Linked DNA regions of Mus musculus: regions 2, 3, 4, 5, 6 and 7 are each linked to region 1. A link is a contact called in public HiCAR-type, HiChIP or PLAC-seq and promoter capture Hi-C data. All regions are on one chromosome and are shown on one strand. The core of a region is the stretch at or near the end of the contact, and the rest is flanking DNA. Distances in the headings are between cores, read along the strand shown. Region 1 holds the start of Vim (vimentin). Region 2 holds the start of E030013I19Rik (RIKEN cDNA E030013I19 gene). Region 3 overlaps Cacnb2 (calcium channel, voltage-dependent, beta 2 subunit). Region 4 has its middle 15 kb from the start of Itga8. Region 5 holds the start of Rbm17 (RNA binding motif protein 17). Region 6 overlaps Fbh1 (F-box DNA helicase 1). Region 7 holds the start of Mindy3 (MINDY lysine 48 deubiquitinase 3).

The links. Promoter capture Hi-C pulls out the DNA fragments that hold promoters and counts their contacts. HiCAR-type assays count read pairs that join an accessible place to other places. HiChIP or PLAC-seq counts read pairs in DNA pulled down with a chosen protein or histone mark. Capture Hi-C pulls out chosen DNA fragments and counts their contacts.
Region 2: a contact with region 1 is called in a HiCAR-type map of astrocytes, with 4 times the contacts expected there. The contact joins the promoter of E030013I19Rik here to the promoter of Vim in region 1.
Region 3: a contact with region 1 is called in an HNF4G HiChIP or PLAC-seq map of pancreatic cancer cells. The contact joins the enhancer-like site here to the promoter of Vim in region 1. A contact is called at or near these places in 2 of 39 promoter capture datasets (liver and pre-B cells) and 3 of 115 datasets of contacts at active chromatin or transcription factors (astrocytes, forebrain and pancreatic cancer cells).
Region 4: a promoter capture Hi-C map of the HPC-7 cell line shows a contact between it and region 1, with 6 times the contacts expected there. The contact joins the enhancer-like site here to the promoter of Vim in region 1. A contact is called at or near these places in 4 of 39 promoter capture datasets (the HPC-7 cell line, hippocampal neurons, liver and 1 more) and 3 of 115 datasets of contacts at active chromatin or transcription factors (acute myeloid leukemia, astrocytes and stem cell-derived neural progenitor cells).
Region 5: a contact with region 1 is called in an H3K27ac HiChIP or PLAC-seq map of large pre-B cells, with 3 times the contacts expected there. The contact joins the promoter of Rbm17 here to the promoter of Vim in region 1. A contact is called at or near these places in 1 of 39 promoter capture datasets (pre-B cells) and 2 of 115 datasets of contacts at active chromatin or transcription factors (astrocytes and large pre-B cells).
Region 6: a contact with region 1 is called in a HiCAR-type map of astrocytes, with 3 times the contacts expected there. The contact joins the enhancer-like site here to the promoter of Vim in region 1. A contact is called at or near these places in 2 of 39 promoter capture datasets (liver and pre-B cells), 3 of 484 Hi-C or Micro-C datasets (embryonic stem cells and uterus), 2 of 115 datasets of contacts at active chromatin or transcription factors (astrocytes and embryonic brain) and 2 of 9 other capture datasets (adipose tissue and liver).
Region 7: a promoter capture Hi-C map of liver shows a contact between it and region 1, with 4 times the contacts expected there. The contact joins the promoter of Mindy3 here to the promoter of Vim in region 1. A contact is called at or near these places in 1 of 39 promoter capture datasets (embryonic stem cells), 4 of 484 Hi-C or Micro-C datasets (B cells, CD4 T cells, LSK cells and 1 more), 11 of 115 datasets of contacts at active chromatin or transcription factors (T-cell acute lymphoblastic leukemia, astrocytes, effector CD8 T cells and 6 more) and 3 of 9 other capture datasets (adipose tissue, embryonic stem cells and liver).

Annotation. Positions count from the first base shown.
Region 1 is chr2:13,572,171-13,576,046 of GRCm38.p6, forward strand. Vim (vimentin) reads left to right here and starts at 2,141. Exons shown (of 9, transcript NM_011701.4): 1 at 2,141-2,824; 2 at 3,371-3,431. The coding sequence starts at 2,262.
Region 2 is chr2:12,299,989-12,304,115 of GRCm38.p6, forward strand. It overlaps E030013I19Rik (RIKEN cDNA E030013I19 gene), which reads left to right and starts at 1,258. Exons shown (of 2, transcript NR_040353.1): 1 at 1,258-1,601. It overlaps Itga8 (integrin alpha 8), which reads right to left and starts at 1,956. Exons shown (of 30, transcript NM_001001309.3): 1 at 1,589-1,956; 2 at 850-983. The coding sequence starts at 1,794.
Region 3 is chr2:14,618,397-14,622,247 of GRCm38.p6, forward strand. The region is part of intron 2 of Cacnb2 (calcium channel, voltage-dependent, beta 2 subunit); the gene reads left to right. Among named protein-coding and RNA genes, the nearest start is that of Gm32741, 16 kb to the left of the region's middle. Within about 2 kb of position 2,290, at least 31 of the 459 cell types and tissues checked have an H3K27ac peak or open chromatin away from gene starts, as enhancers often do. A contact at or near this core is called in pancreatic cancer cells, where this site is marked.
Region 4 is chr2:12,314,932-12,319,045 of GRCm38.p6, forward strand. No RefSeq gene overlaps it. Among named protein-coding and RNA genes, the nearest start is that of Itga8, 15 kb to the left of the region's middle. Within about 2 kb of position 2,625, at least 100 of the 459 cell types and tissues checked have an H3K27ac peak or open chromatin away from gene starts, as enhancers often do. A contact at or near this core is called in the HPC-7 cell line and acute myeloid leukemia, where this site is marked.
Region 5 is chr2:11,601,735-11,605,649 of GRCm38.p6, forward strand. Rbm17 (RNA binding motif protein 17) reads right to left here and starts at 1,465. Exons shown (of 12, transcript NM_152824.1): 1 at 1,351-1,465.
Region 6 is chr2:11,764,803-11,768,738 of GRCm38.p6, forward strand. Fbh1 (F-box DNA helicase 1) reads right to left here. Exons shown (of 21, transcript NM_015792.2): 3 at 2,320-2,909. Among named protein-coding and RNA genes, the nearest start is that of Fbh1, 11 kb to the right of the region's middle. Within about 2 kb of position 2,474, at least 42 of the 459 cell types and tissues checked have an H3K27ac peak or open chromatin away from gene starts, as enhancers often do. A contact at or near this core is called in adipose tissue and astrocytes, where this site is marked.
Region 7 is chr2:12,417,322-12,421,275 of GRCm38.p6, forward strand. It overlaps Mindy3 (MINDY lysine 48 deubiquitinase 3), which reads right to left and starts at 2,139. Exons shown (of 15, transcript NM_024185.4): 1 at 1,838-2,139. The coding sequence starts at 1,931.

The DNA of each region.
Region 1 (3,876 bases), core at 891-3,390:
CACAGTGACTCATTAAGCAAGAGTTCCCTGACAAAGCCACTGCACTGCCCTGGGATCTACAAACTATGTAGGAGGAAGGCTAGCCTCCCTCCTCCCCACAGGGAAATCACTTTCCTCATCCTGAGCCATTCCGAGCAATCTCACAATGGTGACATTTGCTGAACCATGGCTTGAATAAAAGGCTCTCAGTGTGCAGAATGGTAACGTGAGGCACAGGCTAACCCTGGCAGTGCTCTCTGGAAAGGACCCACAGCCTCTCTTTGAAAGGAGAATAAAGAAAGGCACAGCAGGAGAGCTGGGTCCCAGAGAGTCCTGCAGGCAACCTTGACCGCAGCATTCCCAGAACTGACTGAGATGAGGTGCACAAAGGGTTGCTTCAAAGAGTCTTGTACAAAAAAGCTAGCATAAATCCTGCACGTGTCTCTAAACGGCCTTTCTTAATTGCCAGGTAAGCTGGGAACACTCTGTGCTCCAAAGAAAAACAAAAGCAAAAACAAAATACAAGCTCCTTTTCCTTCCCTATTCACTAATGGACCCATCTCCCAGTTTGTTTGTTTTTGTTTCAGTACTCCACAAATCCCAAACCAAAAGAAACTGTAATTTTTCTATCCGTGCTTAATCACAAAGGGCCTAACTTCCCTTTCTTGAAAAGTCCTTTTCCCTTGGAGAACGGAGACCCCTTAGTCTTGCCTAGAAGCAAACGTGAAGCAATAGCCTTGAGCTGGTCATTTTCCCTTTGAAAAGGTGACAGTCGCTGCATCTCAACACTCTGAACCTTTTGTTTTGTGGACAGTTGTCGCCATTTCAAGTTAGATTTCATGATTTTTCTTTGTGGAAAATAGGATCTGTGGCGTTGCCCAGACAAGTCACTAGAATCTTCTCCCCTGCATCGCTGCTCTAAAATCTACAGAAATCTGTTTCTTCAGTTTATCACTTGAGCTACATAACTGCCTTTCTTCCGAACTCATTCACCGAATTGGATTTTTTAGCAAAACCCAATGGTTTCTTGTCCGACTTGCTTATCTTCTAATGCAGTCCACTTTCAGAAAGGCCGAGATCACTGGGCTTGCTTTTGAAATTACCAAAGTAGTTTCCTCTTTCACCCAGAACTTAGGGTGTGGTTTCATGCAGGAAAGAGAGAGAGAGAAAGAAAGAGAGAAAGGGGGAGGGAGGGAAGGAGGGAGGGAGGGAGCTTTTGTCGTCAGGGGTGGGGATGGGGGTAGGGGTGTGTGGATGTGTTTTGTGGCTCTCCCGGGTCTGCAAGAGTTTCTTTCTAAGGAGAACTCTCCACACTTCCCCAACAATCACAAGAACGGTTATTCTCAAAGTTGGTTTAAAACTTCGGACAATGAATGAGCTTAGCGCTCTTGGAGTCTGGAGTCAATCTCAACTAACGGTTTTCCTGAACCGCTAGACGATCTCACCCTCAGGGCTCCATGAGTCATATCCACTGACTCAGCGACCCCACCCCGTCCCCTGGGCTTTACTCCAGAGGCAGTGGCTCCTAATCCTCTCTAGTTGAACTGAGTCCGTTAGATCAGGGGATATGACCACGTCAAACAAGCCCTCTGCAAAGGTCTTGAGCCAGATATCTTGGGCTGTGTGCTTCTCCACCCCCAATCTCGGGCCCTCTTTGTTTCTCTCTCCCCGGCTTCCGATCTGCAGGACTGCTTTTGCAGGCTCTTCCTGCTCCTCCGCTCTCGGATCTCCCCACCCACCCAGTCCCAGAAGACCGCAGATCTGCGACTGCGACCACGCCCCTCCTACCAGCGCGCCTAGTCCCACGCCCCTTTGGCCCAGTGCCAGGGATCGCTTTACTCAACTTTCCAGAGCCCCCCTTCCTTCCCCCATGAATCCTTCCCGCGATCCCTTCTTTCTCAGCACCCAAGGGTGAGTAGAGAGTTCGGGTGATCACCAGGAAAGCCCCTGAAAGGCCTAGCACTTCCAATTAGTAACAGGACTGTGCTTGATACCCTACAGCCCTGGAGGAAGGCTCGAGGGGAGCTCCCTCCCCCACCCCCCTTCCTCACTTCTTTCCGGGTCCCCATTGGCTGGCTCGCTCGGCGGCTAGGATGGCAGTGGGAGGGGACCCTCTTTCCTAACAGTGTTATAAAAGCAGCGCCCTTGGCGTTGTCCAGTCCTCTGCCACTCTTGCTCCGGGACCCCAGAGACCCCAGCGCTCCTACGATTCACAGCCACCGCGCCCTCATTCCCTTGTTGCAGTTTTTCCAGCCGCAGCAAGCCAGCCCACCTTCGAAGCCATGTCTACCAGGTCTGTGTCCTCGTCCTCCTACCGCAGGATGTTCGGTGGCTCCGGCACATCGAGCCGGCCCAGCTCCAACCGGAGCTATGTGACCACGTCCACACGCACCTACAGTCTGGGCAGCGCACTGCGCCCCAGCACTAGCCGCAGCCTCTATTCCTCATCCCCCGGTGGCGCCTATGTGACCCGGTCCTCGGCAGTGCGCCTGCGGAGCAGCGTGCCGGGCGTGCGGCTGCTTCAAGACTCGGTGGACTTCTCGCTGGCCGACGCCATCAACACTGAGTTCAAGAACACCCGCACCAACGAGAAGGTAGAACTGCAGGAGCTGAATGACCGCTTTGCCAACTACATCGACAAGGTGCGCTTCCTCGAGCAGCAGAACAAAATCCTGCTGGCTGAGCTCGAGCAGCTCAAGGGCCAGGGCAAGTCGCGCCTGGGCGACCTGTACGAGGAGGAGATGCGGGAGCTGCGCCGGCAGGTGGATCAGCTCACCAACGACAAGGCCCGTGTCGAGGTGGAGCGGGACAACCTGGCCGAGGACATCATGCGGCTGCGAGAGAAGTAAGGCCTGACCTACGCGAGTGGTGGGGTGTGGGAGGGAGGGGAGTCCTGGGCCTTGCACTGGGGCTGCCACGCCCTTGGGGATGTGGCTGGGGTGGCGGTTGTCTGGAGGATAGCAGAGGAAGCGGGCCCCACCCTGAACCTAAACTTTGCAGTGAACATTTCTCTTTTCGCCTCACTCAAGCACTTCCATTGAACTTTTTAGAAAGTTTCTTAGGTCCTTCTTCTGGGCTTACAGTTACCAGACAGGAGGAAAGAATGGGTGTGAAGGGTTCCAGACAAAGAGATGGCAAAGGCATCTGGGATATTGGGACAGGGGATTGGCTGTAATTGTAAGGGAAGGGCAGTGATTGTCTTTTCCAGTGTGCCCCAACTCCAGCTAACACCTGCAGAGAGCTGCCACCTCGACAAGTTGCAGTAACTACTGTGGGTGGAGGTGTCACAGCAGCTCTGGACTCAAGGCTTGGCGGCATTTGTGGTTGGGTGTGGCCGCCCCGCCCCTGGCGGTTTTCCAGTTCCCCTTTGATTAATGTGCTGCTGCTTCAGATTGCAGGAGGAGATGCTCCAGAGAGAGGAAGCCGAAAGCACCCTGCAGTCATTCAGACAGGTTTGTAGACTTCTTTTTCACATGCAGCCAGCAGCCCAATGGAGCCAACCCGCGAGCGGTTCTAAAAGTTACTTCCCTTAGGTTTTAAAAGGTGCAGAACTTCACGTCTGCTTGTAAAGCCCCCTGGCGGCGGAAAGCGCACAGATTGAAAAACTCCACTATTTAGGGCAGTCTTTGGAACATGAAGGCTTTATTTTCTGCTTCGTTTCCAGATTTTTCTGATCCCCCACACCCCCGAAACATTTCTCCTTTCGTTTTTTGAAACATATCGACATTCGGATATTGAATGGTTACAATTTGATTACATTGTGGATTGTGAAGGTGAAATTGGCTAACTTTCACAAGGTCATAAAAACCACAGTTGCTTCCTCCAGTTGGAAATGTAGAATACTCTGGAGGATGAGAAAGTTTAACTGGAATTAAGCCAAGTTCCCTTTCTTCCTTC
Region 2 (4,127 bases), core at 8-2,507, 1.3 Mb before region 1:
CATAAGTTAGATAACCACAGGACCACAGGGAAAGTAAGAACAATGTCCTAAAGTATGACGTGTACAAGGAATCTTAATTTATTGCCCATCACGCCGTCATTTGACCTGACATATTTGCATCTTTGAAAAAAAAGAGGGTATTCTCTAATAATATATGTTATTTGAATGCTAACATTTGGGTGCTACAAGCTAAAACACCGAGTGATGGTGTTTTCAAAACACCCCTTTTAAATTATTTTCTTAGGATCCAAGTTAAAAACAGCAGATGAAATGGTATTTTCCCTTTAATTAAATAAGAAACATCTGTCTGGGGGATTTTTGGAAATGAATATAATCCATCCACACTCTGCCTGTAGTATTTTGCATCTAATGTCCAGTATTTTGAAAGAAAATTCTTTCTGTAAAGAATTAGAATGTCAAGCACCCCAGGTTGCAGTCTGGATCTACTACAGGGCAAGTCTCACCTCCGGACTTGGGAACTAGAGAATTACAAATACTCCAAGCGAGTCCTTTATCAGTCTCCACCTCTATATTTGAGGACCAACCCGATTCTCTATAGTGTAGGTTATTTTGTAACTCTGGCCGGCCTCGAACTCACAGACACCAGCCTGCCTCTGCCAACCAAGTATTAAGCCTGTGCTCCCCTCCCCTCACAGCTGTGGGTTTCTACTGGTCCCAAGCACCTCCTCCCCTAGTGTTCACCTCTGAACAGTAGGGAAACGGATGTTACCAGATGCATCCAAACACTCAGATTTACATTAGGAGGGGGGGAAAGAACACTAAATTGCCGCGAGGAATGGCTCTGGTTCTTTTCAACCAGGGGCCACACTACAGGTTAGCATCACTTACTGGTGGTGTCAAACGGTATCTGCTTGCACTGTGCAGACCTCTCTGAGGGCCAGGGACAGTAGTAGACAGCTCCCCCTTCTACGATATCCGGCTGGCTAGTGTTGGCTTTGGGTGCCCCCACTAAGACACTGGCTCTGCAAAGAGATTGGAGAAAGTCACTCCTCTGGGAACATTTACCCGTGTGCCCAGTCTGTAGAAGCATGCCCACCGGACTGCGGCAGCAGCGGCAGGCACAAACAGGTTTATTGTGGAAAGACTGCCAAACTTGATTTCCTCTTTGGAAGCCTATGAGCACCAGAAACCTGGTTTTGGAAGAGGCTGCTAATGGTTCTGCCTGTCTAGGTGGAGGTAGGTGGAGACTGTGATGGGGAAGGCAGATCCCAACTGTCTGCAACCTAAGGCGCTATGAGATTCCGTAGGAACAGACTGCGCGGTCCTTATTTTAAAACTGACCTGAGTCTGTCCCGCCCCACTCTCTCCTTTGTATAATGCTCTTGTCTTTGAATCCGAACTTATATACCAGTGGAGCATCTCCAATCCCAGATTCATGGGCACATCTATTTAGCATAAGTCAGGAGGAAAGATGTTGGTAGCAGGCAAAGAGCAGAATCCGACCCGGAGTGGGCAGTTGCCTGAAATATCAGACATCCTTTCCTCCTGGCTGCGGAGACCTCTGAGAGACAGAGACAGGACCTGGAATCGCGCGCCACCAAGCCACCAACCCAACCCAGCAACTTACGTGCGCGCATCAGGTATGTAGAAGTCCAGTGAGTAGCCGAAGTAGCTGCCCTCGGGGCCACTGTACACAGTGAGCTTGTCCACATCCAAGTTGAACGCCAGACACGCAGGGGACCACAGCATCCCCAGCGCGGCCGAGACGCAACAGAGACGCGCGAACGGAGGTGCCCGGTTCCCCGGGGGACCACAGTGGGTTCCCGCAGACATCGCCCTCCTTCCCGAACGCTGTTCACCCGGGATCGGGAGCCGTGGAGCCCAGAGGAGAAGGCCTGACGCTCCCCAGAGGCCGGTGTCCCGGGTCGGTGAGCTAGGAGCGTCCACAGTGACAGTCCTCTCGCCCTGTGCGGCCCGCCGACCCCGCTGCTCTGGGCTTGCAGCAGCGGATCCCGCGCTCGACCCTCTCCAGCCCCTGGCTGGGGCCGGCGCGCTCTTCGCGCCCTCTAGCGGCTAGTTCTCAGGCTGCAGGACGGAGCTTGCGGTCTAGGACCGGGCAAGTGCCTGTTGAGCCCGCTAGATTTCGAGTCTCTAGTTTAAGGACCATCTAAATTTTATGGATGTCACCTCAAGTCATTGTTTTGGAGAAGCGGTGTTCCATATGCGGCGAGAATTTAATGATTTCCCAATATTGCGCAGCTCGGATACAAGCATACAAAAGAGTATACCAACTCCAGAAAAGAGTGGTTATATGGCTGTCACCTCTACCTTTGAGGGTAAATCAGTTTCTTCCTCAGTAAATGGGATTTGATAATGGAATGTAAGAACCCTCTTCCTCTCCTATTCCGCTGACATACTAATACAAAAATCCTGTAGGTTTTCTCAGTCTTTCTCAAGGGCATCTCTGGCACATTGTATGATTTGGTATAAACCTCTATCCTATGAGGTTGTGATGAAGGACTGCAAAGTCAGAAATGCTGCAGTTAACAGTTTTCAAAAGCAGGGCTTGGGAGTGAAAGTTTGAGACAACAGGATCTCTTCCTCACCAGTACTAGTTGTTGATCTTTCGAGGAGCCCGAAGGTGAAGGGAGCAGACTAGAACTGTGTGTATAAATGGTTTTTTATAAATACAAACTTTTCAGGACATAGATTGGTGATAAAAAAAACAACATGACTCTGAGGTCACACAGAATTTAAGTGTAGGCAAAGAAGTGTGGGACATGGTGACACATACCTGAAATCCCAACACTGTTTTGTTTGGGGGCAGGGGCTGTAATAAGAGGATCTTTTGTTGGACAGCCTGGGCTAACCTAACAAGTTCAAGACTAGCCTGAGAAGGCTGTGTTAAATATATATATATATATATATATATATATATATATATATATATATACACACACACACGTGTGTGTGTGTGTGAGAGAGAGACAGAGACAGAGACAGAGACAGAGAGACAGAGAGAGAGACAGAGAAGGGGCAAGCTGTTTCTGGGTAATTTCAGGAAAGTTGGAAACAAATTTAGATGTAGACAAGAATTTGAATAGGAGACTTAGATTTGGACCTCCCGGAAGCAGATGAGGGAAACACTGAAGGCACTAATCTCCTAGCATTAGATGACCATGTACAAGATCGTAGTGAAAAGGAGTATCCAAGGAGTGGTCTGAAATAGGGCTGGATGGATCCTGAGACCAGGGATCCAGGCAAAAGTAGCCAAAGCAGAAATATGATAGGCACCAGAGATTCAAATGTCCAGTGGCAAGTCATCTGAATAAAAAGAAAGCAGGGATGGACAAGGGAATCCCAACCTGGTTGACAAGACAAAAGGAGAAAAGGGCCATGAAAGTTAAGGAAAAGGCTGAGATTGGGGGAGGATGCACAGCAGAAAGGATCTAAGCTGAGTCTTAAGTTACCTACTTAGGAGAAAATAAGTGAAGTGAGTGGATGAATAAGATGCCAACTTACTCATCTAAGAATAATTAGTACCACTTCCTACAACTGGGGGACCCATCAGAAGGTTGATACAATTTGAGTAGACTAGACAAAAATCTCAGCCTACTAGGAAAAAAAAAATGGTTTCTCATCCATTTTCCTTCATAACCCACTCTGTAGAGTAATTTCAATTTTGTGTTTCTACTTGTCCCTATTTAAAAATCAAAACAAGCAGTCTGTCACAAGGCTCCCTGTCAAGCCATCACATCATCATTTCCTAATTACATTGCCCAATACGAGGCATAAGAGCTTACAAGTAGGTGGTAGACCAGTTGACTGGTTTTCCTTCTCTATCCTAAAGTCAATTTGTGCTGGACACAGAGTTTGCCACTTTGATTAAGATATTGCTAAGAATAAAAGTCAAACTCCCCACATGAGCTTGAATGAGTAATTCACACACAATACACACATGGGACGCCTCAGAGCTGTCACCGAGGCTGGGGATTAACTACAACATGGGAATGTCCTGACACCAGTGTACTGTAATTTTGAAAGCTGTCATACTGCAGGAAAGTCTTAATTTATGTTGACTGTCTAAGAGGGTATAAAGTGACAGCATGGTCCTTGGTGTGTACTTTGCATTGACAGATTTCTACACAGAGGTAGCATGGTAAACA
Region 3 (3,851 bases), core at 1,040-3,539, 1.0 Mb after region 1:
TTTTATATCTTAGTCTCTCTGCCACTGGAGTAGTAGCTCACTTTGGATTTAGTATTGACTTGTGTATACTTAAGTCATAATTTTATCAAAGGAGTATTGTATACAAATACAATCTGAAAGATCTTCTGAGGGTCTATTAAAAATCACTCTTGATGACTAATATACTCTATATTTGATTAAAATTATATTATAGCTATTGGTATATGGTGAAATGTTTTAGGATCTGTTAGAGCATGCGAAAGGCTAAGCAATAAAAGGACATGGCGTTTCCCTGAGGTTAATCGTGTGTATGTTTCTAACTAAGCTTAATTTTAAAACATAATCCTTACTCTTAAGAAAATGAATGCCTACAAGTAAGTTTCTGCTTTAGGCTTTGAGGTGAAATTCCAGCAACTTCAGCCCCATGCCTGAGCTCCCATCTTTCTGACCTTGGGAGCCTATTTGACGTCAGTGATATTTCAGGGATATTAAGGATGACGCATGCCCAGCCCTGTTGAAAAGTCTTTCTCTCTAGGATGTCAGTTTCATGCTAGAGCTGGGCCTAGTGTTGTGTCCTGAAGGGGCCTTTGCCCACAGGCTTGTTGGCTGTGTATTACCAACCTCAGTGGGCTTTCACATGAGATGATATTGAAATAAAGGTTACTCTAGGTTCTCCATTCTTTCTCTATGAGCGTGTTATGATGAAATAGGCCAGTTAATATTCCGCATCAAACATTTCAAGGAAAACTCCTGTCCTGACTTGCAGTTTTGTAAAGTGTTCATTGGCGAGAAAGCGCATTGTGTTTTTATTTTGTCTCATTTCTGTTCTGTATAAAGTGTTACCTTCACATGCTCTTTGGGCACGGGATCCTGAACGCATGATTTTCCTGTTTTTCTGTTAAGTGAATCACAGCATTGTGAGATGTGTTCCAAATGGTTTCCTCCAAGCAGCATGAGATAGTTATCTGCCGAGACTGAGTGCTGCCATTTCTAGTTGGCCTTTGAATGAATAACTAGGTTTGTTTGTTAGTTTGCTTGTTTATTCCCTGGTAATTTCACACATGAATACAATATATTTAGGTCATACCCACCTCTCAATGACTCTGCCTTTTGATATCTCACCAGGTTCACATTACAAATAGGCCTCCTCAAACAAACAAACCAACCAGCAACAAAACAAAAACCCAAACCAAACCAAAACCAAAACCAAAACAAACCAAAAACAAAAAAACCTAGTTGTATGCGTTACAAGAGTTAAAACCTGTATGCTAATTGGAAATATGCAAATAAACACTCTTGACAACTTTCACTATTATGACTTTAAAATGCAATGTTTATTTTGAACATTTATTAAAACATTGACAAGAACAAAGCATTTGGGAAGAAGTACTGACATCTGATATTTATTAAACGTTACTGTGTCTAGGGCTCAATCCTACCAATGAGGAAACCCAAGCATGGAAATAAAGTAATATAGTCACATCAGGAGGGAGATTGGATTGAGGATTTGAATTGAGGCAGCGGACTCCAGATTATTATTATTTTCTTTATTGGTGACATCATATTCTCTTGTTACAAAAAGACAGATTAGTGAGCATGTATCACAATTGTTTAACTTGTTTAGCTGAGGAGAGCATAAAGAAAAATTAATACTGTTGTTTTTAGTATGTAACACACTGTATGAGTCTCTTCATAGTTGTAACAGAATTCCTGACAGAAGCAACTTGAGGGAGGAAGGGATTAGGTCACAGTTTCACGGGATGCTGGTCCAGGATGCTGGCATGAGAATGTGGCAGAGGCTGCTTGTGTCTTTGAAGATAAGAGGATTCGAGGACTTTGCCTGAGACCAGAAAGGGATAACACCATCAAGCCCAGCCTCAGTGACTCACCTGTGCTATGTCACCTGTGCTATGTCACCTGTGCTATGTCACCTGTGCTAGCTATGTCAGTCCCATGGGCTGCATAACCTCCTAAGGCAGCGCCACCAGCTGGCGGAACAGAGTGTCTCCTGCACATGATCCCGAGCACACTTTACATCAAAATTTGAAAACACTAAGCTACTCTCTACTCTGAAGTCTCTTTAGGGAAGAAAAGAGAATAGTCTTATTGTTTTAAAGTTTCACTGGGTGTTATGATTGTAGTGTGTGTGTGTGTGTGTGTGTGTGTGTGTGTGTGTGTGTGTGTGTGTGTGAAGGCCAGGCCAAAAGAGGATGTTGAGAGTCCTGGTCTATATCTCAACCTTAATCCTCTCACTAAACCTGGACCTAGGCTTGTGGCCAGCAACCCCTCAGTAATCCTCCTATCTCTACCCCACACAGTGTTGACATTGTCATAATGTATGCAACCACAACCAGCTATTAACAACAGTGCTGATGCTCAGGCCCTCACGCCTAAGTTATGGACATTCTCTCTCACTGAGCAGTCTCCTCAGCCTGGCTTCATGACTTCCTCAATGCCAGCATTCCTTTAGTTCTTCCTTTAGAAGTTGCCTGAGTTCTCAGTTTGTGTCACAGTTTAGTGTCCCTGTTGGTAATGAGAAGGACAGACATAGTTGGAAGAGTGTTTGTTTCTTTCCTTCTTTCCAAGAATCCGCAGGAGCATACGAATTTTAGAATTTTAGAATTCTGGAAGCTTCCATCCTGTGTTAAGTAAACAGAAATGAACTTGACTGTGAATCATCTGTAGCCTGTACTGGTCTGTTTGGAGGGCTGGCTGTGGCTGACGTGGTCCCAGGAATCATCCAGGTCATGAATCTGGGTGAGGCTGGGCAAACATTACACCTCGTTTTATGTGAGGCTACTTCAGAAATAGTTTATAGTCTGCTGGGGCCTTGGTTTTGTAAGTAGAACAAATACTTCAATTTTAATGGATTAAAGGGCAAAAAGTGCTACCCATGACTTGTAGATACTGAATGTGAAATCAATGAGTACTGTTCAGATTGCTTATGTACTAAAAGGGATTGAACAAACAAAGCACTGTTGTCTTGTACTGTTAAGATAATTGTAGGTACCAAGGTTGTCTTTGTGCCGATACAAGCTATGTGCTCTTTGGCTGGGTTTGGGATACATGTATGGATAACAGGTCTCTATTTTTCATTAGTTCTTATTACATGAACCAAGTTTTCTTACAAACCCAGAGAAAGAAGATAAAATCTCCAAGGGCCAATTGTCTAGAAAGAAAACATTTCTTTTAACACCAGAAACTAAGTGGGGTAAATTACTTTACTGAAAGAAAAATGAAAAACAAAAAACCAAAAGCAATTAAAAAAAAAAAAAAGCCAGCTAGACTAGAAATAACAGCTGAGCCTAACTGACATCGAAGGATAGAACATTTGTGTTGGTCTCTTCCAGTGACAGTGGAAATTCTTTGATATTTCCGAGGTTAAGGAGAACTATGCACATCTGCAGGTAAGTGTGGTCATTGAAATTAAACCAGCTGTACGGAGTGGAACAGACCATTTTATTTTACAGAGTTTGTTTTTGTGTCTGCCTCCCTCCCTTCCTCTACACCATCTCCCTCCTCTTCTCATTCATCCTTCCCTTCTCTGTCCCTCTTTTATCCCTTCCTCCTTTCTCCCCCTCCCTTCCTCTCTCTCTCTCTCTCTCTCTCTCTCTCTCTCTCTCTCTCTCTCTCTCTCTCTCTCTCCTCCTGCTTTCTGTATTTCTCCTATTCTCTTCCTGTTTCCCTTCCTTTCTTTCTCCATTTTTTCCCCTAAAGACACTTGGTCTTGCAGCTTGCATTGATGAAGTCTTCTTAAGATGCACACCAAATGCTCAAGAGACCACTTGCTAGATCTGATTTGTTTCAACACATACTAAAGCCACTTTTTCAATCCAGGTACTCTGCCATGCAAGCTCAGCTATAGGTTCCTG
Region 4 (4,114 bases), core at 1,375-3,874, 1.3 Mb before region 1:
CCTGAAAAGTACATTTTTTCAGAAGTCTCCGGACCATCAGAAAGAGGTGAAGTCTGAAAGCTGTCATGGCGTAGTAGAGGCAGAGGAGACATAATGACTCAAAGCCATGTCTGTTTCTAGGTACCAAGACAGGATCCTCAAACAGAAAAAGAACTGAAGACATCTTAGTAAGATATCAGTTTTGGGAATCACAGCATATTAGCCAGTATTAACAATAATAAACAAGTACTTCATAGTAGGGTAAGATTTTTTTGTTATTGTTTGTTTGGTTTTTGAGACAGGCTTTTTCCCTGGCTGTCCTGGAACTCACTCTATAGACCAGGTTGGTCTTGAACTTAGAGGTCCACCTGCCATTGGCTCCTGAATGGTGGGATTAAAGACATGTACTACCACCACCTGGCATAGTAATATAAGGTCTTAGCAGGTCATACTAGCTGCAAAGTGTTTGTATATATTATGTAGACAGTTGTTTCTCCTTATCTGTGGCAGATTGGTTGCAGAATATCCCACTGCAGGTACATCCCATTCCCCACTGAAATCTGAGTATACTCAAGTTCCTCATGCAAATTAGCATTGCATTTGCATATGACCTATTCCTGTGTGCCTCAGATGCTCTGTAGATTAACCATGATGCTTAACTAAAAACAATGCGAATGCTACATATAAGCCTTATACTCTTATTGTTCATGGGATAATTGTAAGCAAAAGTCTTAAAACATTTGGTACAGATTTTATTTTTTGATTCATTCAACATTCTTTCTCAGACAAGATCTGACTTGCAGTCTTCCTGCCTCAATTCCCCAAGTGTTAAGATAGATTGTAGGTGTGTGCCACCACAGCTAATACAACTTTAATTTTTAGAATATTTTTGTCCTCGGTTTAATGAAATGATACATACAGAGGGTGTGTGTGTGTTGGAAATTTTCTATAAATCTGAAGCTGTGTTTACAACAAACTGTAAAACATCTTTCTTACCACTTCTTTTTACATCATTTTCTGCATAATCCAAAAAGAATTTTGATAACCTCATATTGAAACACAGTTTGGGCTTTGTTTGATTGGTTTGCTTTGCCCCTTCCCCCACCATCTAGCAGGATGCATTCTTACAACCAATATTCTGCCATACACTGGCAGAAGCCTAGAGGTCAAAGAAACCTTTGGGAGGGTCTGCTCCTCTGTCCAGAGCAGCAGGGTCTACGCTCTGTACTAATACACATACACACAGAGTCCCTAGTTGAAGCCTTTCCACAGGAAACAGTACCTGCCTCTCCCTTAGTAGTCAGTTTCTCCCTTCATAGAGAATCCAAAAAATCCATGAAAACATTTGCTTGTAGATGTTTTGGATTAAATGCTCTATTGTCTTTTGTCCTTTGAGTTCTCTGCTTTCTTTTCCCACAGAGAAATTCCCAGATTTTTCTTTTTAAGATGAGGGGACCAAACCAGATGACCCATCTTGGCCCTCTGCCGGTCAGGCTCAAAAACAAAACAAAACAAAAAACAAAACAAAACGAAAGAAGCCAAGCGCCCTGCTGTGGTCTTTAAGCAACACTTCTACCTTTCATTCCTTAGTCCTTGTCAGCTGCACTGTTCCAGTAGCACTCAGAGTAATTGCCCAAACCTCATTCCTCCAGACCTTCAGCATGGGCTCTGGACCAAGGCCTTGCTCCAGCTGTGCTGGCCCCGGGCTTTTTAACTCTTTCCTTCCCTTGAAGCTGGTTCCGGAGTGAGTCAGTGATAGAGGAAAGCAGATGCACTCTCTCCTCACAAGTTCACGAGCTGTGTACAAGGACAGGCAGACAGGCGAGGCACTGAGATCTCAGAAACAGAAAGCGCAGGTGATGCCTCTGTCCATCATGGAGAGCTCACACCCCAGTGGCTGGGTAACAATGATGGCTACTTATTGCCTTGCATGAGCTCTTTCCTTGTATGATTCAGCACAATCCTTGTGACATAGACACTCTTGTTTTCTTCCTGTACTGATACCCAGGGTCATGCAAATGTTCAGTGGTGGAGAGTGAGGGAGGGAGAGAGGGAGGGAGGGAGGGAGGGAGGGAGGGAGACAAAGAGAGAGAGAGAAAGAGAGAGAGAGAGAGATTGAGATTCTAGAACTCAGCTCTCACAATATCAGCTTCTAGTTATTTTTAACAGCAACCTAATTGCTCCTTTGGAGAAATACTATCTCGTTTCTATCTTTGCCGTTGGCCTCTAGAAACCATGTGATGGTTTACATCTATAAAGGGTCATTACAATTCTAAGAGCGATAGCTATTTGTATAAAGGGAGATGGTGCAATTGATATTTACTGGTTGTTTGCCTATCAGTATTCACCAGTCTTTCCTTATTTGTGGCTCATCTCCTGCCACTCACTCACTCATTCCTCCATTACTATCAAGTGGGAAAGACTCACCAGTCAGTCCATGTATAGGCTCTGACTGGTATAAACAAAACAGTTTCTGCCACCCGCTCTTCCATGGACAAAAATCGGCAGGGATGAGATGAGGTTTGAGTCTCAGGCATAGCCAGGCAATGCCTGACAATTAGTCACTGATTGGTCCAGGCTCAGCCAACCGTGGTGGAGAGTGAAGCTTTCTGTCTTCCTGGTTGGGAAAGAGGAAGTCTACTGGGCCAACTGCTGACAGCAGCCATCAGAGCAGAGAAATGGAGAAATGAGCAAACCACAGAAAGATGGCAACACATCAGGGCTTTCATGGGATAGAGAACACCCAGTGTCTGCCTCACTCCCCTCTGGACGTTTCTGACGTATGAGTTATACTTAATGCCTTGTTTAAGTCCCTTTTAGTTGGAGTTTCATTTATATCTATTTCAAATAACTTGTTATTTTTAGGCATATAAACACTAAGCGTTTAAATAGAGTTTTAAAAATAAATTTCACAAGAAAGTTTAAAAAGCATTTTAGACTGAGTTGCTGTCTGTGGCCTGCACACTTAGTCCCAGCATTCAGGCAGCTAAGGATGATGGGAGCTTGTGGCTAACCTAAAATAAGTAGCCAGATTCTCTGAAGGATTTTGTTTGTTTGTTTGTTTGTTTGTTTGTTTGTTTGTTTTTGTTTTTGTTGTTTTTTTAGTCTAGAGGTTTAAAGCAGATATCCAGAGATTACACAAATTTGGGCCTCTAACTTCTGGAGAAGAAGTGAGTGTAGAGTTTGGTGATGCTTTGCTTCCGTGAGTAGCTGGGAGGCAGCTATAACAGATGTGTACTTAATTGGCCTGTGTCATGCTGGTTTCAGACTGTAGCTCACAATTGTCTTGGATTTTGTTGCTAAAAACACTCCTGTTTTTGCCAAATAACCATGCTTTGGAAGCATGCCATGGCAAATGTGGACAGCTTGCTGTAGTGGATGGAGATTTGTGCTTTGCGCAGGACTGAGGGAGACTATTAGATTATCGTAATAAGAGAGGGAAGACCCTGGGATAAACTCATTTGATTTATTGCTCCGTGGTTTTAAATGTACAGCTTCACTTCTGATGGCCAGTAGTGAAGAGGGAAGATGATGGTGATATGTGCTTAGGACTTGAAAATGTGTGGCTGTGTGCATAGCCAGGACATTCTTTCCAAGTCCCTTCTAATGTTCTCCTTAGGTCAGAAGGCCAACGACAATCAAGAAGTAGTTGGGATGTCACAAGCTAAGTTCAAGCTTGACCAAGTTAGAAACATATGGTCTGACCAGGAGCAGCTTTCTAATCTAATCTAGAATACTATGTCTTCAGCTTTCCTGTAACTTTGTGGACCCAAGATGGCTCTGAGGACATAGTTCACAGGCCAGCTTTCTGCTCTGCTATTAGAAAAATAAATAAAAGAGAGAGAGAGAGAGAGAGAGAGAGAGAGAGAGAGAGAGAGAGAGAGAGAAAGGTCAAGGTTGGCTTGGCAGTGGTTAAAACAGAAGCGTTCTGAACTTTCTTGCCCACTTCTGTTTCTTCTAACAGGAACTGCTGTCTGTGACCATTGAAATGTGGGTTGGCACAAGCCATACAGTGTTCTCTTAGGAACAAATGAGATCTGGATCTTGCCAAGGACCAGCCTCTGCTTGGAGAGGGTTCTGAAAAAAAAAAGGGGGGGGGTTGCTTAAGAGCAGCAAAAACAAATGACTCGAAGTC
Region 5 (3,915 bases), core at 215-2,714, 2.0 Mb before region 1:
CATCCGTATTACCAAGATACCATTGGCCAGGGACTGTTAAAAACAAACTAACCAGAGTAACTAAAGCAAACAGCGCAGCAGATTTCTCTACTGTTCTGAAAGACTTGTAGAATGACCTACTAGAGGGAACTCTTCCCTGTTGGAAAGATGTGTGAAAAATTTATGCGGGGGACAGGTGGTGGGGGGGAGGAGGTACATAATAACAAATCAGGGGGTCAACAAGAACCCATATGGTAGGAGAAAAATGACGCCTGTAGGAAATCACACATGTGATTTCCACGTGTGGCTTGTCCTCGGAACTCTTAATCTCCTGCCTGCACCTTCCAAGCACTGGAATTCCAGACATATTGCCACCCTGGGCTCCATTACTCATATTTACTAAAATTTGTTATCTCGAAATGTTTACAGCTCAGCCCAGTATAAATGTGTCCCCATGATTTAAAAGAGCCACCTGTTGCAGAGAGACAGGCCTCACCTATTCCCAGAACAAGCAGAATTATAACAAGAACTTATGTCAATGGTCCCCCCTTCCTGACTTCTCAAAGGAAGGTCTGACTGATCACCCTTCTAAGTCCCTCTTCATCCTCTGTCACAGCCTTAAACTGCAGAATACTCTACAGCGCTTCTCTGCTCTTGCTTTCCCTCTTCCTCATAGGTGCAGCCTTTCCACTTGTAATAAAACTCCTCTTCCAGGTCTTTCCAGCTTGTAATCTGGTTCTTCGGATCAATCCAGGCCTGGGTTTTCCAACGAGCTTCTTAGAGATCTAACCCCTGGAGAAGCACCTTACTGAGCTTGCAGCACTCATTCAGAGCACAACTGGTCCAAGCAGAAGAAGCTCGAAAGCTAGCGGAGGGACATGAACGCTAAAACTCCCCTTAGCGCAGGCCTGAGCATGCCGGGGGTTACAACAGACACTCTCTGTCCCGGTGAGACAACGGCCTCAACCTTCACTTCAGGTGCTCTGGAAGGAAACAAGTTTTGGGGTTTGTGTTTTGGCTTCTCCATTCCTGAGGCCCGACGCAGTCTGGGTTACTGCGGTCTTGCGACCCAACAACTTGGTCTGGGCATGGGCCATGAAGAGGAGAAAGGTACTTTCTTCACTGTCAAGAGGATCGGGACTGGTGAAGGGGGGATCTAGGTGGCCCGGTGGAACGTGGCAGGCTGAAGGAGCCCAACGTGGAGGGCTGGGAACCCCCCGGGCAGCTCGGGGTGCCCCGCCCGCATCCCCGCGCCCCTCACGGCGCGGCCTAGAGCCGCGGCCTCGCGTCCAGCGCATCCGTGAAGGCGCGCACACCCGAGTCTACGTTCCGGATCAGACCGCCTGCCAGGGCCGCCGCGGCGCCACTCACCCGGCCTTCCGAGACGATTGTGCCCATGGGCCACGGCGGCGGCAGCGCGGAGCCCGGCCGCCCTGCGCGGAAGCCCGCCCACCGCCGGAGTCCGCCGCAGCGCCGAGCCTCCACGGAGTCCGCAAAGGGATGCACCGCGCGGGGTAAGAGAGCGGAGGCTGCCGGGAGTCCACGTCTGCGCCTGCGTGTGACTCGCGGAAGCAAAGCTGCACTCTCCGGCTCGCACTGCACCCTGCTGACGGGAGGACTACATTGCATCTCCTCTCTGCCGGCCAAGAGATGGCGCCATTGGCACAAGGTTTCGAGATTCATGTGCCTTCTGACCTTGGAGTAGGAGCCGAATCCCCTACTAGGCTCCAGGTATTCACTCCCAACTATTCCCTTATATACTAAATGGTGGAAATAAATTTGCAGGCGAGATGTTGCAGAATCTAATAGCATTAAAAACACACACTGAGCTAGGTCTTCAGAGAAAGAATGTAAACACTATAAACCTTGCTCGCTTGGAATAAAAATGCAGCAAATGGCAAAAGAAAGGTCAGAGAAACCAGGGCTTTGTGTAAATATGTTTTCCCCATATTTTTGGTTGCATGTAAAAATTATTTCAAGCTATAGCTGGACAGTTGTGACCCATGCCTTTAATCTCAGCCCTTGAGAGGCAGAGACAGAGATTTCTGAGTTCAAAGCCTGCCTGGTCTATATAGTGAGTTCCAGGACAGCCAGGACTACACAGAAACCCTATTTTGAAAAACAGCAACAATAACAACAACCCCCCCCCCCCCCCGCAAAGGGTGGTGGTGGTGGTGAATTCAAGCTGAAAAATGTATCAGTCAGGGTTCTCTATAGTCAGAGGACCTATAGACTGTCTATATATATTAAATGAATTTATTGCAATGATTTACACTCTGCAGTCCAACTAACCTGACAATGGGCAGCTGTGAATGGGAAACCCAAGAATCTAGTAGTTGCTCTGTCCCACGAAGTAGGTTGTTTCATCTGGTCTTCTGTCTAAGCTACAATCTGAAGAAATCGGTTCCAACAGAGATGCTGTCAAGTAAGTGCAAGAAGGTGACGAGGAGTGAGTCAATCTTCTTTCTCCCAATGTCTTTATGTCCTCAAGTTCCACACCTGGATCCGGAACTTGCTTTGTCCCAGGCTGGCCTTGAACTCAGAGAACTGCTTGCCTCAGTGTCCTGGGATTAAAGTTGTGCACTACCTTGCCTGGGCTGTCTCATGATCTCCATGTCAAGATCTGGGTCAGCAGCCTGTGTCTTCCAGCCTCAAGATCCTGTGTGCCCTCCATTTCTGGATTGTAGTTCATTCCAGATGTAGTCGAGTTGAAAACCAGGAATAGCCATCATAAAACTGTGGAGGTGGACCTTACACAAGTGAACACACCAACATTATAATCTGATTTACAAGAAAGTGTTCAAATAATTCTGAAAGTGCCAGGCGTGGTGGCACACGCCTTTAATCCCAGCACTCGGGAGGCAGAGGCAGGGGGATTTCTGAGTTCGAGGCCAGCCTGGTCTACAGAGTGAGTTCCAGGACAGCCAGAGCTATACAGAGAAACCCTGTCTCGAAAAGCCAAATAAATAAATAAATAATAAAAATTTAAAAAATTTTAAAAATTCTGAAAGCTTGAAAATGCAAGCCTGGAATAAAGTACCAGCTTGTGGCAGATAAACATAAAGAAATCAGATAGCAACACCATGTGTGGGTTGATTAAAAGTTTGACATGACATTTTATAATACAATTCCTGTTGAAAAAAAAATAAAATCTGTACATCAAAAAAATACAATCTTGTTATTCATAGTAAACACTATAGGAAATAATAAATAGGGAAAAGGAATTAACACACACACACACACACACACACACACACACACACACATGTAATAGTTGAGATTTTGTTTTTGTGGGGCAGAAGAGAACAGTTAAGAGCACCAGCTGCTCTTCCAAAGGACCTGGGGCTCTTTATAACCTACTTAGCACCCACATGACAGCTCACAAACATCTGTAACTATAGTCCCAGGGGATCTCATGGCCTCTGTGAGTGACAGTCACAGGTGGTACATAGACTTATATGCAGACCAAACACCTGCACTCAAAAAATATATTAAAAAAAAAAAGAAAATTGAAGCTTTAAAAAAAAAATCAATTTTGTAGGTTTACTATTATAGGCCTTCTTTTGGCTTTTTGGTTTGTTTGTTTTGTTTTTTTATTGTTTTTCTGTGGGGTGTTGTTTGGTTGGTTTGGGCTTGGTTTGGTTTGGTTTTTTGAGACAGGGTTTCTCTGTGTAGTCCTGGCCATCTTGGAACTCATTCTGTAGACCAGGGTGGCCTTAAACTCAGAGATCTGACTGCCTCTGCCTCTTGAGTGCTGGGATAAAGGAATGTGCCTGGCTTTTTTTTTTTTTTTTTTTTTTTCGTTTTTCTGAGACAGGGTTTCTCTGTGTAGCCCTGGCTGTCCTGGAACTTACTTTGTAGACCAGGCTGGCCTCGAACTCAGAAATCCGCCTGCCTCTGCCTCCCAAGTGCTGGGATTAAAGGCGTGCGCCACCA
Region 6 (3,936 bases), core at 1,224-3,723, 1.8 Mb before region 1:
GTTACATCATTTATTGGTTCACAAAGCCAGTCAATCGATTAAGATGGCTGAAGTTATGCCATGAGTCTTTTCAGTAAAATGAGGACACTCTAAGTTAAGGCAGCAGGAAAGCTGAGCTACCCACAACGTAAATCAGGCTTTCCTGTTCTAGAGATAAGGTGTCACCAAGTAGCTGAGGCTGGTCTTACACTCATGATACTCCTACCTCCACCTTCCTAGTACTGGGATACAGGCATGTATCGGTGCATCTGGCTACACAGTGCACCCTTAGAAGGGTCAAAGAAGCAATCATAGAGCACCTTAAGACAAGTAAGACGAAGACACAACACAACTTAACCGACACCGTGGAAACAGCGAGCAGCTAGCTTACAGGGAGGAGGCTTCTGTTTAGAACAGAAAGGGATCGCGCGCTCAGTAGAGCGTCTGTGGCCGAGTGTTTGCCTAGAACATGCAGGGCATAGGTTCAATCCCTAGCACTAAAAGAAAAGATCTAAAAACACCCAGACTACCTTCATACCTCAAAGAGGGAAAAAAAGGAACTAAGGTCAAAATTAGCAGAAGAAAGGAAATTACAAAGAGCAGAGCAGACGTGGGCATAGAAGTGCTTGTCTGTAACCAAGCGGAGCAGGCAGCAGCAGGAGGATGGACGATCTGAAGCTACTCTGGGATACGCAGTGAAACTGCACAAAAATAACAGTAACAGTAATAACAATAATTAAAAACCCTCGGCTAGATCAACTAAGAAAAATGAAAGGGACATTAAAATTAATGCCACAGAAGTAAAAGAACTACAAGGGGCAAAAATGGATAAATTCCTAGAAACCCACATCCCACCAAGTCTGCATAACAGAAACAGAATGACAGAAAGATAAAGAGTGAAGAGACAGAATCAAACAGCAAAACTTGCACCAGAGAAAAGCCCGGGACCAGATGGCTTCAGTGGGGAATCCTACAGAACATTTAACGAACAATCAACACCAGCATGCCTCAGACTCTGCCAAAAGACTGAAGAGGAGGGAAAGTGCCAAGTTCCTTTGGTGAGGCCAGCACTGCCATAACATGAGAGCAACTACTGAAAACACCCTGCTGTTGTCGATGACCAGAGTGACATCACTGTAACATTTTAAGAGAGAAAGACAAGCTTGGATATGGTCCCAAGAACTCTGTGTAACCCAGCCCCTCCCTATCCCCACCCCACAGCGCTCAGTGCATACAACAGCTTGCCATTTAGCTGACAGACACAGTGTCAGCAAGCAGGGCTCACATCTAAACTCATAGACATTGTTCTGAAATCAGCAACTAAGATGCCATGGTGGAAAGCTAGTGACATTTCTCCTGACCTCTTTCATAATTAGAAGAAAAATTTCGCTTTCCTCTTTTAGGCTGTATGAAGCTCAATGTATGGGTGCCTGAGATCTAAGATAGAGATCTAAGCTAGTGTGAAGACTGTACTTAGCAGCTGTCACTATGCTACAAAATAACGTACTAATTGTACCACAAATGCTACTGATAGTGTTTGGGTCACCACAAGGAAAAGAGAAAGACAATTCAAGAGTCATGGATGTGCTAAGAAAATGTCCAAAGGAGGGTCTCAGGCCTAAGCTTCCCATAAACAACGTTACATACGCTGAGAAAACACAAACTATAAAGATTATCAAGACCCAGATAAATAAGAGAATAATGCTTATTCTACAGGGAGCAGATACCTGCCTCCCTAACAGAGGAGAGTCTTTTCTAGAAAAGTACTGTTCTAGAACGATTAGGCAAAAAAGGAGAGAAGGCAGGAAAACAGGCAGTCACTCTGCCCAGTCTGAGCACAGAAAATGGAAGTATTAAGTTATCCAAAGAGGGAAATGAAAGAAGGCATAGAAGAGAACGGGTTATTAAGACCAAATGCAGAACCGTAATTACACTAACAGAGCTATAAAATGCTGAAATGGTAAAGAGGAAATAATGGACTTCAATGGGACAGGATGGGAAGGCACAGTTTGTACAATATGAAGTCTTGAAGAACATGCAAGATGGTAATGGACATACAGTGACCTTAATCTAAGTGGGTCGTGTGATTACACCACATGGTGCCAGACATACACAGTCTAAGGAAGGTCAGGGCACAGATAAAAGCAGATGTGAGAAGAAGGAAGGAAGGGTTCTAGAAGATTTGGTGGGGCATGCCTGGATGGCCCCAGATACCTGGGTAGTCTGTTCTTCATTCATGAGGCAAAGGGAAACCACCACTTTGAAAAGGTCCTCTCCTCAGAAATCCCCATTAAGTGAAGCTAATCTGTATGCTGTTTGAGGACTGAGCAATTAACTTACCAGCGGGTCATTGATTATTTCCCTCCACAGGTGGCACACCAGGCTGAGATTCCAGTAGAGGTCCTCCACTGGCAGGAAAGCAAAGATGTGTCTCAGCACTTCACTTGGCAGCCTGCAAATGTGGCTGGGCACTTCCTGACAAGGCAACATTCCAAGAAGCCCATAGTATGAGTCAGGCAAGGGATCAGGACCAATGTCCTCAATGTCTCGGCCAGCTTCCCCCGGCACTGGGGAGCACTGGGACAAACTGTCCTCTGCCCCTTGCCTGGCCTCCCTAAGCCTTGAACACGATGGGAACAAACGATGGCGCGGTGTCTTCTTAGTAACGCCATCCCACTGGCCGCTCTCTGTGGCTTCCTCAAAGCAGTGAGCCCGCTTCCTGGCAGGCTGTGCAGATCCTGATGAGCCCAGCCTCGCTTCTCCATTATCCACCTGAGGCAGAGTACAACTGCTCTCTGCAGTTAAAATCATGTCACCCTCAGCGTCCTGACAGCTGTCCTGGCCAACAGAATTGCTTTTGGCCATGTCATTGGTACAGTGCTGGTGGCCAGCTAGGAAGAACTCAGAAATATATCTCTGACATCCTCGACCTATAGAGAAAACCCAAAAAAGAAGAAAAAGAAAAAAATTCAGTGGCTGCTGACCCACTGAAGACCTGAGTAATACTATTTAATTTATCTATGCTAACGGAGAAAAGACACACCGGTGTGCTTATGGGTCAAGTGGTTGTATAAATAGCTAATATAAAATTAATCTGACCCATATTTAGCATGAGACAACTGTGTGCACTGGTCAACACTCTAGCCTGTAAGCACATATATGCATACGTTTAGATGCTGCACACTGGACACCTGAGTGGGCAGAGACACAAGAAATGGCTGCTCATAGTCACATGGCAGGCACAATGCAGCTCTCTCTTGGTCCCGCAACAGCAATTCTAAGTCTGTATAAGCAGAAAGAAACATGCTTTATCAGGTCCAGAGTATCTATTCTTCATCTGATCCTGCAAGTAAGTTTATTTTATTTTTATTTCCTATGGTGAATCTGTCATTTTTAAAACAAAGAGCTGAACTTTTCTCCCTTTATTAGCCTGATCCCATCTCTTCTTCACATGCACTCAGTCAGTGTTTTCTAAGGACAGTTACTTTTGAGAAGACTATGAAACGACATTCCCTGACCTCATCACCTTGAAGACAGAGCCCAAACAACTGCGATCTCAAACATCACTGCAGTATTTTCTTAAGAAAGTATCAATATACAACAATATATACAGTTCCTTTCTAAATAGTAAAGCCAAAATCCTTACTTTGAAAAGAAAGAATGGTCAAAGCCAGAATTAGCCTTTAAATGAATGAATGGACATGAAAACACTGTCACGCTGGGGAGAGGAAACATCAACTATAATTGCTCCACAGCAGTTTAAGAGACAGTGTCCTTTAGTCAGGCCTGGGTGAATCTGGACACTTCCTAGTTGGCGAAGCCAGCCACACAGCAGTGAAACAGTGCTGTGCACTCAGCCTCAGAGGCCTGAGGAACTTCTGCCTGCCAAAGGCAGGTAGAAGCTGGCTTATCCACAGACAAGCTAAGCATTAGAACTTGTAATTAGGTCTGAAACAG
Region 7 (3,954 bases), core at 889-3,388, 1.2 Mb before region 1:
GACTGCTTGTGAATTGGACCCTGGTTCTATTCCCAACATCCATATGCAGGCTCACAACCATACATAACTTCAGTTCCAGGGACTCCAGTGCCCTCTTTTGGCCTCTGTAGGCACAAGGTATGCACGTGGTGCACATGTATACAAAGAAGCAAAACATTCATATACATATGATTTTAAGTAAAAAATTAAAGCAAATACTTAAATAAGAATTGCTCAGAAATAACCCAAAATGCATACTTCTTTAGCTGAAGTGAATTTCCAAAGAGTTAACTGAAACCGTCCATCAATGAAAAACTAACAACTATGTGTTATTGGGTTGGCTTATTTTAACAAGCAAAGCAAAGCAACATAGTAGCTTTACAAATGTAACTTCACAAATGCAAACTCTCTGAGTGTACCTTTGCTCTACAAACCATTTTATACCTGCATCTTATTTTCCGAAGACTGAGGTTACAGCTGTCAATTCAATGCAGTTATCGACCACAAAAATCAAGCCACTTTACTAATGCAGGAAGTCCGTGCCCTATGACTACTCCCATAATCCCAAAAGACTATCGACAGCAACATTTATCACTGCCCTCTAAGAGTAGCTCTGAGCATCATTAGACTAGCAGAGGAAGGGCTGTGATCCATATTCCTTTAAAGAATGTAACCAACAATATCAGATGCCATCACAAAATCAGGGATACTTGAAGACAAGGGAACAATCTAGCAGCAAGCAACACTGTGTTTCCATTCAGAGCACCACACCTAACCACATTAATTACAACATGAAACTGCTTTCCCGTATTACTCACCTAGATCTCCACCCTCCCACCACCCATCCAAAAAACATTCCAAACACTGACGATAACTTAAAGCTCACTCGAAGGCTGGAGATGTAATGATCTTAACAGTGGCACCCTCTTTGTATCACACATTGCAGTCCCAGGGCCCCTCCCCTTTCACTCCTGCAGCAGGTTAGCCCAGAGTGGCAGAGGCACTTGCGTTCTTTGGTAAACACTCTCTCACTCAAACTCTTCCTCATCAAAAGCCATTTAGAGCAATGGTTCTCAACCTGTGGGTCGCGACCCCCTGGGAGTCGCATATTAGATATTTATATTACTACGTAACCGTAGCAAAATTACAGTTATGAAGTACTTTTATACAAAATACTTTTATAATTAGGGGTTACCACAACATGAGGAGCTGCATAAAAGGGTCACAACATTAGGATGGCTGAGAACCACTAATTGGAGCAGGGGTACTAGCTCTGGGTATCCAACAGGCCAGAGCAATGGCAATAGAACCTAACACAGAGTACCCGAGGTGTCTGAGCCGGGTTATTGGAATCAAGTCCGGGATCTAGAACTGAGCGCAGAGTCCCGAAAGTGGTCAGAGCAGGGGTACTGGGATCAAACTCTGTAGGAAAGAGTGCGAGTACCGGAAGATTAGAGTTGTACTAGTACCAAGCGCCGGTACAGGGAAAGAAAGCGAGTGCGGGAAGCCGAGCAGCCGCAGCTGGGGTACTGGGACCAAGGGCTGGTACGGGGAAAGAGTGCGGATACTAGAGGGACTGAAGCCGGGATACTAAGCGCGAGCACAGGGAAGGAGTGAGGGGACCGGAGGGGCTGGAGCTACTGGGACAGAACGCGGGTGCCCCGAGTGCCTAAAGCGTGGTTACTGGGACCAAGCACGGGTACTGGTGAAGAATGGGCATTGGGGCCAAGCGCCAGGTACCCGAGGTGATGGGGTCGGGGCGAGATGGTGGAGCGGGGGTAATGGGACCGAAAGAGGCGTCCTGGCCCGACTCCCGGAGCCCAAGCTGAGCGGCTGGAACGGAGCCCTGCCTTGGTACCTTGCGTCCAGCGGCAGAAGATGGTGTCCGACAGTCCGGGACTGCTCTTGGTGCCCCACACCAGCTCCAGCAGCTCTTTGGTCACTTCGGACATGATGGGAACTGGACAAGAAGTGGGTCTTTGCTTCTCGGACTCCGGTCCCGGAACATAGGGAAGGGGAGGCTCGAGAAAAGGGCAGCGGGACGGCAGCGGTCGGACGCGAACGGGAGGTCGAGATGGGTGAGGGCAGCACACTGCCGGCACAGACCGCCTGTCAAGCCGGGCGAAGCGGCAACTAGGAGTTTCCCCTGCCGGAAGCGGCCTGACTTCCGGCTTCCTTTAGCCCCGCCCCCGCGGAGGGCTGGGAGAAAAAAAAAAAATCTCTTCCCCGGAAGCAGAAGTGGAGAGAGAGTCTCTAAACGCTAGGAGACTTTGGCTTTTTTTGGGAGCTGTCCTGTTTGGGGATAGTTGGACTATTGACTTTTGCACTGCCCTACCAGGGGGCTGAGACCTCCTCTCCTGGACTCTGCTCTACTTTTTTTCTTAACCTTTTTTAAAAAATTGATTTCTGCTCTACTTTTGTAGCAGGCTTTGAGGCTTTTGCTGTTACCTGGTCCTTGAAATCTAGAATATTATGTAAGCTAGAATTATAAGAGGATGGGCTATACCCTTGAGTTGAAAGTTGCCTTCCTCAGTCTCTTGATAAACCTTAAAAAAAAAAAAATCCAACCAAGTCATTAGCTAGTTACACCTGTAAATGCATTTGTGTATTTAAAATACCTCTACAGGTATAACACATTACAAAGCTAACTGGGGCTAAGCTGACCTAAACCAACCAATTGATAAATAGCACAGATTTCATATCGAAATTTTAAGGCCCCTATGTTGGCAGTACTTGGGATTAAAGACCCAGGTTTTATTCAAGGATTAACATTCCATTATACTTAGTATGAAAACTATTTGTGGCATTTAAAAAAGAATTTTCATTGGTTGGCTTTGACAATTAGGAATGGAAAGGGCAAATGTGCATTATAAAAGTTTGTGGACATTGGGGTGTTTGTTTGCTTATTTGTTTCTGGAATGCAGTATTTCATACTTATTTGGAAGTCGGACTCTGAGTCATGAAAACCCCAGACTCTTCCATGCTGAATATCAAGTTAGCTTCACTCCACCTTTGATTGTTGTTCCCTAAATTAGTAATTGCCATACACTTATCACCATTACACATATTGTGAGGTATAAAAGAAAAAAAATGTGTAAAAGGATCCAGGTCCTTTCTGGCATATGGAATATATTCACAAAACAAGGGATATTTTATTCATTAAGATATTTTGTGGCAATTTGATGCAACACCAATGACTCACATTTTAGGCACCTTGCTATTTAATATAGTAATTTTTCAAGACACATAGTTTGCTGATTTCAAAATACAGATATCTTATCTTGTTCCACGTTAACTAGTTAAGATAAATGAACTCATTTTAAATCACCCAGTTTGAAAACAAGGGTTTCCTAATGTATAGTTTTTTTAAAGCATTCTTCCCTGTAGTACCAGGGGATTGCTAAAAATACCTGTTGTGACCACGGCCTTCCTCATGAGTTTTTAAAAATGTCTCTTGTATTCTCTATATTATTTTTTAAAAAATTACATTCATGCCAGGCATGATGGCACACACCTTTAATCCCAGCACTTAGGAGGCAGAGGCAGATGGATTTCTGAGTTCAAGACCAGCCTGGTCTACAAAGTGAGTTCCAGGGCAGCCAGGGCTATACAGAGAAACCCTGTCTCAAAAAAAAAAAAAAAAATTACATTTATTTATTTGTGTGTGTGTCTGTGTGTGTGTGTCTGTGTGTGTGTGTGTGTGTGTGTGTGTGTGTGTGTGTGTGTGTGTGTAAACACACTTGCACATATGGGTTTTTGCATAGCATGGCACACATGTAGTATAAGAGGAAAACCTGAGGTAATGGGGTCTTTCATTCCTGAGGATGGAAGGCATGTTTCAGGCTAGGCATCAAACTCATTAATCTGTTTTATGTGTTAATCTACTAATGTGCTATTTTATTGGTCCTAGAGTTTTCTTTAACCTAATTTTATACAGTGAATCTTAGCTATTTTATAAGACAGAATATGCATGTT